2 separate regions of the Sus scrofa genome follow, and region 2 is linked to region 1. The links are chromatin contacts, called in public Hi-C maps. All regions are on one chromosome and are shown on one strand. Each heading gives the region's core, a stretch centred on a gene start, on an enhancer-like site or on the middle of the called end of the contact. The rest is flanking DNA. Distances are from core to core; before and after follow the strand shown. Region 1 holds the start of WDR17 (WD repeat-containing protein 17). Region 2 overlaps WDR17 (WD repeat-containing protein 17).

What was found. A called contact is a pair of places that touch in the nucleus more often than the background predicts.
Region 2: a Hi-C map of skeletal muscle shows a contact between it and region 1, with 3 times the contacts expected there. The contact joins the enhancer-like site here to the promoter of WDR17 in region 1. A contact is called at or near these places in 10 of 47 Hi-C or Micro-C datasets (embryonic fibroblasts, epiblast stem cells, fetal heart ventricle and 6 more).

What each region holds. Positions count from the first base shown.
Region 1 is chr15:38,587,963-38,593,437 of Sscrofa11.1, forward strand. WDR17 (WD repeat-containing protein 17) reads left to right here and starts at 1,626. Exons shown (of 31, transcript XM_021075880.1): 1 at 1,626-1,738.
Region 2 is chr15:38,666,778-38,672,491 of Sscrofa11.1, forward strand. It overlaps WDR17 (WD repeat-containing protein 17), which reads left to right. Exons shown (of 31, transcript XM_021075880.1): 15 at 1-41; 16 at 1,455-1,604; 17 at 1,693-1,823; 18 at 2,088-2,213; 19 at 3,219-3,374. Among named protein-coding and RNA genes, the nearest start is that of SPATA4, 36 kb to the right of the region's middle. Within about 2 kb of position 2,119, at least 17 of the 83 cell types and tissues checked have an H3K27ac peak or open chromatin away from gene starts, as enhancers often do. A contact at or near this core is called in embryonic fibroblasts, liver and skeletal muscle, where this site is marked.

The DNA of each region.
Region 1 (5,475 bases), core at 376-2,875:
TTGAAGATGAACTCACTGCAGTTAACTGATTCCCCCAGTTGCTCTGCTTTTAGATTTAATCATTAAGAACTCTATGTACTCTAAGTGTTAGGAGCTAATGATGGCCCTGAAACTGGCTGTCAGCCTGGGTGACTGACAGCATTTTTGTTTATGAAATGAGAGCATCACATTAAATATTTGTTGAATAAAAGAATGAAAATGACAGTAAAAAGATCTTTTCCTTAGAAATCAGGTTATACTATTTCTTTAGGTTCTGGATCTAACCACATATGTGATAGTTTTTTTTATTTTTATTTTTATTTTTTTTTTGCTTTTTAGGGCTGCACCCAAGGAATATGGAAGTTCCCAGGCTAGGGGTTGGAATCTGAGCTACAGCTCTCCGCCTATGCCACAGCCTCATTAAGGCGAGATCTGAGCCGCAACTGCGACCTACACCACAATTCAAGGCAACACTGGATCCCCACCCACTGAAGGAGGCCAGAGATCCAACCCACCTCCTCATGGATAATAGTCAGATTCATTTCCGCTGGGCCACAATGGGAACTCCCCACATGTGATAGTTTAAACCTCCCTTTCCAAACAAGTGAACCAAATCACAGCAAAGGGAAAAGAGAACTGAATTGGGAGTTTGGGATCATGGCATCAATTCTGCTACTGAAATAGCTATATGTCCTTGACAAATTCTGTAGCTTTCCAAGCTAAAAGATCTTCATCTTTAAATCATGAATGTACAACCAGACAATTTCTGATGTTTCATTTGGCTTTATGATTCTTAACTGGAGAGCTGGAACAAATTAGACATAAAAAACCTTCTTTATCCAACCAATGGACACTCTTGTCTTTAACAACTTTTTCTCTTCATGTATACTGTTGACACTGTACCAAGCAAACATTTGTCATAAATGAAAATGATGGCCTATTTTCCCAGAAATATTTCTTTTGATCTCCCCTCTTAATCATTTTTATTTCTATCACCTTAATTCTGACCATTAGCATCTTTTCCATGAACGACTGAATTCTCTCTAATTGATCATGCTTTTCATTTCTCTGTACCGTTATGTACCTCCAACATTTCCAAGTTATCTTTTCTCAAGAGAAAGTTCTGGTTTTAGAGGTTAAGGTCTAACCTAAGGAAGAACAGAACAGACAGCATTCCGTACTCACATTTCAGGCAATGGTTCAAGATTAGTGAACCCTAGACTCTGAAGGAGGCTCAACTCTCTGCCTCAGGCTCCTCAAGAAGGAGATGTTGTGATTTATTTATTGTATACATGACTCACTTTCCTAGAAAGGGCAGACGCGGTAGGTGGAACATGTTAGACAGTGGTTCACTGTTTTTTCCTCCACTTTCTGCTTCGCTGTAAACTCTGTGGAAGCCTAGCCCAGGGCCTGAGAACCACATCCTCGGCGCAGATTCCTGGTTGCCAGGTAACCACCTCCTGGAGGCGTGAGGGGTCTCCAGGGGTTGCCAGCCGCTTCCGCCTCTCTCCAGCGCTCCAATCAGCGGCCAGCGTAGCTGTCACGTGAACCCCGGGGCGGGACCCGGAAAGCCGCGGGCTGGGTCCTGCCACAGAGCCATCATCCCCGCCCTTAGAACCCCCGGCCGGGCCGCCCCGCCCTGGAGCCCGCGGCGCAGGAGGGGAGGGCGGGGCGGGGCGGGTCCACAGGCCGAGCTCGCGCATCTGCCGCGCCCGCTTCAGCACCTTCTGCTGTCCGCTGCAGTGGTCGACTCCTCCAGGTAAGCACCGCGGAGGGCGGGTCGTGGTAGCCCGGCGGGCGCGCTGGAATAGGGTGATCTTCGAACCTAGTGGCGTCGCGTGGGGGTTCCAACCTCCTCAGCAAGGGTCGCAGGTCCTCGGGGCTTTGCGCGCGATGGTGCCTGATGCGGGAATCCCTTGAGAGTCAGTCACACACCTGATCGCTACAGGGCACAGCAGGCAAGCCTTTACACATCTGAACTGACACTCGAGTGTCACCCACGATCATGACGAAAGGCACAGTTTTCTTTATGTTTTTAAGCTTATTCATTACAAGTACGTCTAGAGTCTAGATCGTCATTCTTATACCTGTGCCCGCAGGGCACCTCCCCAGGTAGGATCCCCTACCCCTTTGAAAGTGGTCTTCTTATTCAGGTTGTGCCAAGAAACTTTTGAGTAAAAGAAAATATGCTCCAGAAAAAAAGACAGTATTGAATGTCAGAGGCACAGTACGCGTGAAGTAAATCATAAAAAAAAACCTTTCCTATTTTTCAAAAACTAATAAATCCAGACTTTTTGCATGCAGTATTAAAAGGAGCAAATCTTTGAACTGACTTTTTCTATATTAATTAAAAGCAGTTGATTTGAATGAAGTTTAGTGATAACTTTATCATATATCAAAAATAAATCACACTTGTTTTTGTAACTTCCGTATGTGTATTTACTTATTTATTTGTTTGTGTCTCTAACAGTGATTTGAAGAGAAGTATTAGATATCTGAATCTTTCATTGGCTGAGTATTTCAGATATGCCCTTCAGAGAAAATCATTCCCCTACCACTTTGTATAACCGGAGTTACAAGTCCTTGAACATTTAAAATAACCTTAAGTAAAGAAAAAAAGGTTTTCCTTTAGGTTTTGTTTCTCTACAGAGTAAATGCTTTGGGGAATTTCTAAGATTCTCTTCAGGTATCCAGATCTAATTTCTTATTCACAAATCTCCAAGGAATAGTCTCATCAACAGTCAGAGAACAATTTTCATGTGATTATCACTGAGCACAGCATGGTCTTGGATGGGGAGCTGATGATTCAGGGCTTGTGATTACAGCCTCTATAGCAAAAGCACCCTTTCACATCCTTTTGATTCTGCCTCACTGGCCTAGGTGTGCAAGAAAGTGGCATAGTTATAGCTTTCCTGTGTGAAGGCAGAGATCTGAGAAAGTGATCTGTCTTTCCTGTTCTATGATCTAAAATTAAATATAGTAATTAAATGCAAGTGAAAAATTGTCAGTTAATTCAACAAAATTTTGGGAAACATGCTTTAGTGGATTGGTTAGAGATGAATGTTACAATTGCTAGTTTTAGGTCATTGTGTTAAGAGTTCCTGGGAAGTTTTCTAAATGGGAATAAACCAACAGCCTGTTTCAAAGGCCACATGTGGAAAGAAAACTCATATATTAAGAGAAATAAGTGTAAACTTACTCTATATTAAAATGGCTAGTTGAAATTTATTATTTATATTGATTTGGTCTTTCTCAGGGTTGCTATTAATAGGTATACTTAACTATAAGTATCTGAAAAAATATTAGATGTATTTACTTAAGTGTTTAATAATTCTTCATTCTTTCAGTTTTCATAATTAAATATTGCTGTACTAAAAAATTTTATTACCCACTAGCTGCATAATAATTCTATATATTAGAAAGCTACAATTGATTCAGTGTAGAAAATAATTTTTAAATTCCTCTGCTCCTAGTAAAGTGACCACTAGGGGCTAGAGTGTTTTTGTTGTTGCTTTCTATAGACTCTATCTTGGAACCCCTAGCCTGTGCATAGGTGAGGCAAGGGGCAGTTTTTATATTAGAGAAGAGTTTTATTTTCATTCATTCGTTTGTTTATTTTGTCCTGAAAGAACATGGAAGTCCAACAGGAGTTCTTCGATTGTCACTGTCAATAAAATATGTGCAGTTCTCCAGACTACCTTATTTTATTTCCCTAAACTCTATAATGAATACTAAAATGAAATTCAGACAGTTTTGAAGGAGTCACATTTCCTTCCTGTAGTCCAGAATTTATTCGAGTCAGATATAATATACAAGAACGGTAATGGTTTGCCAGATTACCGAATAACATGTTTTACCCAGCCATTCATGGTAATTATGTGCATACAAACATTACTGCTACTTTTTGCAGTTGCTGAATTATCTGATCTTATATTGTGTATATGTAGTCCATTTAGCAGGTTGAAGTATTAAAGTGTGTAGCTTTCTATGTGTCTTCAGGAACAGAGATCTTATTGAGAATATTTAATTCATTGTACTAGGACATTGGGAGGGATTTCAGCACCCTCCCCCCCTTTTTTTTCTTGTGAGAATCATGTATTAGAATAAGAGTGGCTGGCATTTTTCAACATCCAAGACCATACATACCTCATTCTGTGATAATCACCTGGAGATTTTTCATTGTTGTTGAGACTATTCCTTGGAGATTGCTGAGCAAGAAATTAGATGTGGATACCTGGAGAGAATCTTAGAAATTCCCCAAAGAATTTACTCTGCAGAGAACAAATCCTAAAGGAAAACCTTTCTCATGCTTAAGTTTACTTAAATGTTCAAGAAGGACTTATAACTTCTTATAAGAATTACTAGGGAAATATTATAAAAATTGCTAGAGAAATATTATAAAATGATCAGCTTTGACCAAGACTTTGTATATCGAAAGAAAAAGAGAGTCCCATCGTGATTGACTAGAAAAATTTCTAAAGTTCTCATGGTAAAACGTGGGGTGTCATATGAGGAGACAAAATTCAGCTTGTTCTCACTTGATCTCAATGACTAGACAAATACAACTTGAAAAAGGCTAGATTGTGTTAAAAAAAAAAAAAAAAGGCATCCTGGAATTGGAGCCACAGGTGACACTTGCATCTGGATGTCACATTATCAGCTTACTTGAGTGAGGTGATTTTTTAAATAATGATAAAATCTTACTTTTTATTACTTTCCATGTACTTAAAAGGTGATTTATTAACCTAATTATCTCCTAAAATTCTGAAATCTAAGTTCTAATTTAAGAAATATATATGTCATATAAAGACAGTAATATATATCTTGCACAATAAGATCATATGAGATAATTCATCAATGTTATTTGCTATTAAGGGGATAACTGATAATTGCCTTGTTCAGAAAAGCTCTTATTAAAAGATGTTAGAAATATTTTTCCATCCTTTGGTGAGAATGTTACAACAGTCAAAATTTGGTTTATAAGTTTGAATGCTCGGACATGCAGAACTCACAGAAGAGGTTGTTAAATAATTTACCTTCTGCTCAGATTTGTTTTTCTCTTCCAAACTGTTGACACTTTAAATTGTGAGCTTGTACCAGTATCCCAGGCAGTCTCATCTGCCATTACGTATAATAAGCTCAATTTCATATCTCATACACACAAAGAACCTACTTTCAAGTTGAAAAGTAGAAAATAGTTCCTATTACATAGTGTTTGATGTGCTGCTGGAAAAACTTCATTTTCTGGTATAAAACAATAGTCCTGAAAATTGAATAGTTGGTTTATAAGAATTAGGTAACACTTAATTTGGGCCTAAGATAAAACGTTATGAATGAGTCTTAATGAGAAGAGTTATGCAAATTTTATTTTTGAAGTAAACATGGTAGCAGGTTTGAAGGAGTCATTTCAGAATTTAAGCTAGAAGGCTTCTTAGAGACCAGTCTAATACTATTATTTTATAGGTAGGTCATTAAAAATATAAAGACTAAGTTGCT
Region 2 (5,714 bases), core at 869-3,368, 79 kb after region 1:
TTGTTTGGATACTGTGTATGATCATGGTGCAGATGTATATGGTAAAGTGCTTTTGAGTACTTTTAAATTTCGCTATGTTAACATTTATAATTTCTGAGCAATACAGTATTTTTTTGAAGTCTTATAGTGTTTCACTTTAAAATAACGTTCTTCTTATTGGAAAGCATAATGCTTAGTGTTTAAATATCAGAATTCACAGAAGATGATAGAAAATGTCATCAGAAACTATCAGAAGATAACTATTGTTAATGTTGTGGTGTCTTTCTGTCTCTACAGAGAAATACACGCACATACCCATGTTTGGCTTGGTTTTCTCCCTTACCTTACCATCACCCCAAAGAGAACTTATAAAAGAGTAAATCAGCAATAACTTAGATATGACTTTAGTCATTTCTCTACCTCTGTTCTTGGATATTTAGGGTAATGTTTGTTTTTTAACGTTGAATAAAGTTTTTTCAATATAATTGAATTGGAGGAGTTCCCTAGTGGCTCAGGAGGTTAAGGATGAGCTGTTGTCACTGCTGTGACTAGGGTCACTGCCGGGGCTCAGGTTCATCCCTGGCCCTGGGAACTTGTGCATTCCACAGGCACAGCCAAAAACAAAAAAATACAAAACAAAACAAAAAAAACTAACAAACAAACAAAAAAAAAACTGAGTTGGAAATGAAAAACCAGATTTCTTATCTTTGCATATTGCTTTACTCTCATTTGTAGCACCCAAACTTTGATAGGATTAAGTAGATGAGTTAAGAATGCAGAAATGATTATTTTGAGCAAGTAACCCTAATCATTTGTATCCATATGCTTTACCCCAGTGACATTTTAGTCAGTATAGTGTGGGCCCTGGTATGGGACAAAATCCCTTTTTTGGGCATTCAAAAATGAAAGGTCCTCAAGTCTTTATCTTGTGAGAATAATGCCCATTCATCTTTCTATTAACCCACAGATTACTGAGTATTCCATTAGTATTACAGTCTGGTGCTGGTAAACCAAATGAAATTTAGTTTCCACATTTTCATCCAGGACCATCTGCTTTCTAATAATCATTAGACCTTGTATTCATATCTACCGAATATGGTAAAAAAAAAATTTTTTTACATTCTTGTATTATTTTCAGACAAGATAAAAATGTTATTGGAGTTCCCGCAGTGGCACATGGGGATCCGCCGCATCTTGGGATCGCTGGGACCCGGGTCTGATCCCCAGGCCCGGCACAGTGGGTTAAAGATCTGGTGTTGTGGCAGATTCGGGGCTCGGATCTGAAGCCTTGCCCAGGAGGTCCATATATATGACTTGAGGTGGCCAAAAATGAAAAAAAAAAAAAAAAAAAGTGTTATTTAAAACATTTCTTCATAACTTCAATAATAAAGTTATGTGGAAATGTTACGAGGTGATATAAATAAAAACTATGTTTCAGTGCTTACTTGAGTAAATGGCTCTATTTCTTCCATCAGGTTTAACGTGCCATCCAAGCCGCCCCTTCACTATGGCCTCTTGCTCCCGTGACTCTACAGTGAGACTCTGGTCATTAACACCTCTAATCACCCCTTTACAAATAAATATTCTGGCCGACAGATCTTGGGAAGAAATTATCGGGAACACGGGTACTGAAACTCTTGCATGTATTAGATTTTCTGTATAAATGCTATTTTGTAAGCTCTCTTTTGTTGCTGAGTTCCGTCTCTCCTCCAGATGGCGCTATAGAACACGGCACGCCTCCCCTGCTGTGTGGCAAAGTGTCAAGAGATATTAAACAGGAAGTAGAGAAACTGACGGGTAATCCTCGCATGAAAAAACTAAGATGGTTTTCAGAATTCTTATCAGTAAGTATTATAAGGAACCAAATGGAAAAATTTCCCCTTCAGCCGAAGCGAATTATTACAACTTTTTGTCATTATCACACATTTACATGTGTCATCCCACTGAAAGAAAGCAAATGGAACCCAGAAGCAAAAAAAGATAAAGTATAGTTCTTAGTTTGTTAATTTATGGATTTAGATGTGACTGCATTATGTTTTTGAAGACGCAAAATGCTGTGGGGTTTTAATTCCTTATTGTATCTTTGCATGTTCTGTATCAATGTTTAGCCTCCAGGGGGCAGTGACAATTTGTGGAACTTAGTTGCTGTGATCACAGGGCAAGATGACAGCTTACTTCCTCAGAACTACTCTAAAGGAATAATGCATTTGAAACATCTCGTTAAATTCAGAACAGTAAGTATAGTATGCAAATGTGATGTACTCAAGTATTTTTTTTGCCATTTCACTATTAAAATATGAAAATGATTTTTAAAATAAATAATTAGAGTTAGTAGACTGAAATAAGTGAATATTGAGGAGATCAATCTTGAGTGATCATGACAGTACAAATTATTTGGAAACAGACTGAGGCAGCCATGGTTTTCATAGCTTGAATCTCATGAAATTTTCTAAAACACTTGAAATACTTTGCTTTACACTGTTAGCAGATGATTGTACGTATGGACTAATCTGATTTTTGCCCCATAGATCTACTAGGATTTATTTTGGGATATATTTTTATTAAAACCGATTATATTCCAGCTCTTAAGAGTTTGAATTTCAATACAAAACTATTACTTAGTTACCTTATGCATGAAGTGATATGCAATACTGCAATGCCAGCAACAAACCAGTTCTGGAACGGGAAAGAAGAAAAGGCTTTTTTTTTTTTTTTTTCTTTTCAGTAAAATGCCAGTGGGTAATTAGTTGTTGGGTCATGGAGAGAATTGTGCCAGGGATGTGGATCTGATGCTGATAAGAAACAGTTATTTTCATTAAGTACTTTGATCACAAACTAAACATGTAATAACTGTAATGGTTATCTGCTGAACGAATAGAAGCCAATTAGAGTGAGCCAGTAACTTTTAATTTTTATTAAAAGCCTTTATATATTTTTTCACGAGTTATATATCACTTTATCACTCACTACCTTTTGGCCTCTGGACTTCTGGTGAGTTTTAAGAAAAATGAAATTTAGCTTCTTCCCACCCACACCAGACACATCTAGGCTCTTCTCTCCACCACTCCAAAATATTGTGTTTAAAGAGGCACTGTATTTTATAGAGAAAAAGCATTGGTTTAAAAAAATATTCAATTTACAGTGCTCTGTGCTTATAAAATATGTGTCTGTATGGTGCTTTTATAATCACCAGCTATTGTACAATAAAATTTAGAAAATTTCATTTTCTTTTTAACCAGTCTGAAGCACAAGAACTAACCACAGTCAAGATGTCTAAATTTGGTGGTGGCATTGGTGTCCCTACTAAAGAGGAAAGACTGAAGGAAGCTGCCGAAATATACTTGAGATTAGGACAGATTCAGAGATATTGTGAACTGATGGTTGAACTTGGAGAGGTAATGGGCTATTAGAGCAAAATTCATGAATTTAACACAGTATTCTAAGTCTTAGTTACATATGAAATATCAAGCCCATCTTTTTCCAGTTCTGGTTGGTTCTCCACCAATCTGATATCATATGTATGCCTCAGAACAGTGTTTATCGAAGTGAGATCCCCCAGATCACAGCATCAGCAAAGCCCAGGAACTCCTAGACATGCATTTCCAACCCAAACCAACAGAATCAGGAGCCTGGGGGATGGAGCCCAACCATGGGTACTTCTTGAAGCCGCTTCCCCCCTTTCCCCCGCCCTGCCCCTGCTCAGCTTTATCTTCACACAAGCTACCCTTTGAGAACCACTGCCCTAGGCTGGAGTCCTTGATTTCTGGCTCATTTTCTCTCAGTGGACTCCCCTCGCTATTATGACTATTTGTCATAATTCATTCCCACAATGCCCTGAGGAAGAAGGGTCTCTCCTTTGAGGATCAGCTGTTAAGGGATGCTCACCAGGCATTGACCTCCTGATCTTCACAGAGAACTGAATCAGCAAAATGGAGTTTTCCCCTTTAGGATGAATCCATTCCCATTATCATTCAAGATGGTGGTTGGTGGCTGAAATAGAGCAAAAGAGAGGAGGGGCTTCTATTTCTTGATCTGGGAGCTGGTTATGAGACTATTCAGTTTGTGAAAATTGATTAAGCTTTTCATTTTTTCTGCATGTGTATTTTAGTTCAGCAGAAATTCTACTACCTGTCCAAAAAAAAAAAAAAAAGAAAGTCATGGACTCATTTCATGGTTGATAATTTTTTAAAAGCTCTAGGTTAATTAATTTTATAATTACAAAGCATGATATTAAGAATACTTATGACTAATATAAAGTAAAACTAAGCAGTAACATTGCATTGAAATATAACAAAATTAAATTTAACTCATTTTTGTCTTTCCCCATTTATTAGAGACAAACAATGAATTACTGCTTGACTAAAATAATAAAGTGTGCCATTTTAAAATGTCATTGAAAAGGGATTGCAGACTAAATATGTATTTAAGTTAGGAGCAATGTAAAAATTTTACTTATGAAGAAATAAAGGTCTGACTTAAAAGTTACCTTTTTAATAGGACACTGCTAGAAAGAATATCTATCAAAAGTGAAGGAAAAATAAATAGATAAATTTTGTAGGGCAGTGTAATTCTTTATCTTTCTGAGTTCTGTATATATAATTTTAAACTATTTGATTTCAATTTAATTAAAGATGATTTAATCAGACATCCTCTTATGGAGCTGATAACTCTGTTACACAGTTTCATCAGTGGACATATGATCAAAAAAACTGTGCGTATACAATTCTTTAGAAACATGAGTGTCACAATTGTTCGTGACCATCTCCTTATAAATAGTTTCTATTTCTATAAAATTAATAGTATGAGATTAGGAAAACATTTAATCTTTTCTTACAGCATATGTTTTTATTTGAAGAGCTTGGTGGTTACAAACTTAATTTAATCTATAGTCCAACTTCTTTCTTCCATTCGTCCCTACCATAATAAAGATGAATTTCCCCTAAAAAAATATGATTATAAGTAATATAGTATTAAAAACTTCCTACTGAATACTTAACCTGTTATTTTCAAACTACCATTTTTCTAGCCTTACTTGCAGCAGAACTCTCCTGTTTTAGCCTTAATTAAAATAAAGTTTTGATTCATGTAGTGATATTTCAGAATATTTTCTCCTCTGTTTCTTCTAGACTTGAATACAGTGAAATTGGTATTTTCAAATAACAGTCACAATCAGTCTTAATTGAACAATGAGCTTCTTTTAATAATTGTCTACATTTTTAAAACATGAAGTCAGGTTTATCAATTATAAAGGGAGAAATGACAATAAAATTTATGACATAAGTAGGGAACAATAAAAATAGAAATGAATGTCATGTTTGTTAAATGCAAGTAACAATGAAATAAAAATTTCAGTGTACACTACTTTGAGCATAGAACATAGACTATTGTAGACCAGATTACTCTGGTGTTACATTGGAAGATGAGTTCGTGTATTTTCCAAACTATATAATTTGCCTTCCTCTAAATCTCCTTTCTCTCTCTCTCACCCCATCCCTTTCTCTTTCCACCAAACTTTCTTTTTCTATAGGTTTCAGACTTTCCCTGCTAAATCAGAGAATCTATACATCTTATTCTATTTTAAAACGTGATAATATTTATACTCTATAGAATGCATGAGATAGTATACAAAAATATCCCAGGAAATCCACTCTCTAAACACTTGTATTATAAATATGAGTTTGTTTTTTTAAAAAAAATCTGCTAAGACTTTGACTGTACAATCACAATGGATAAGT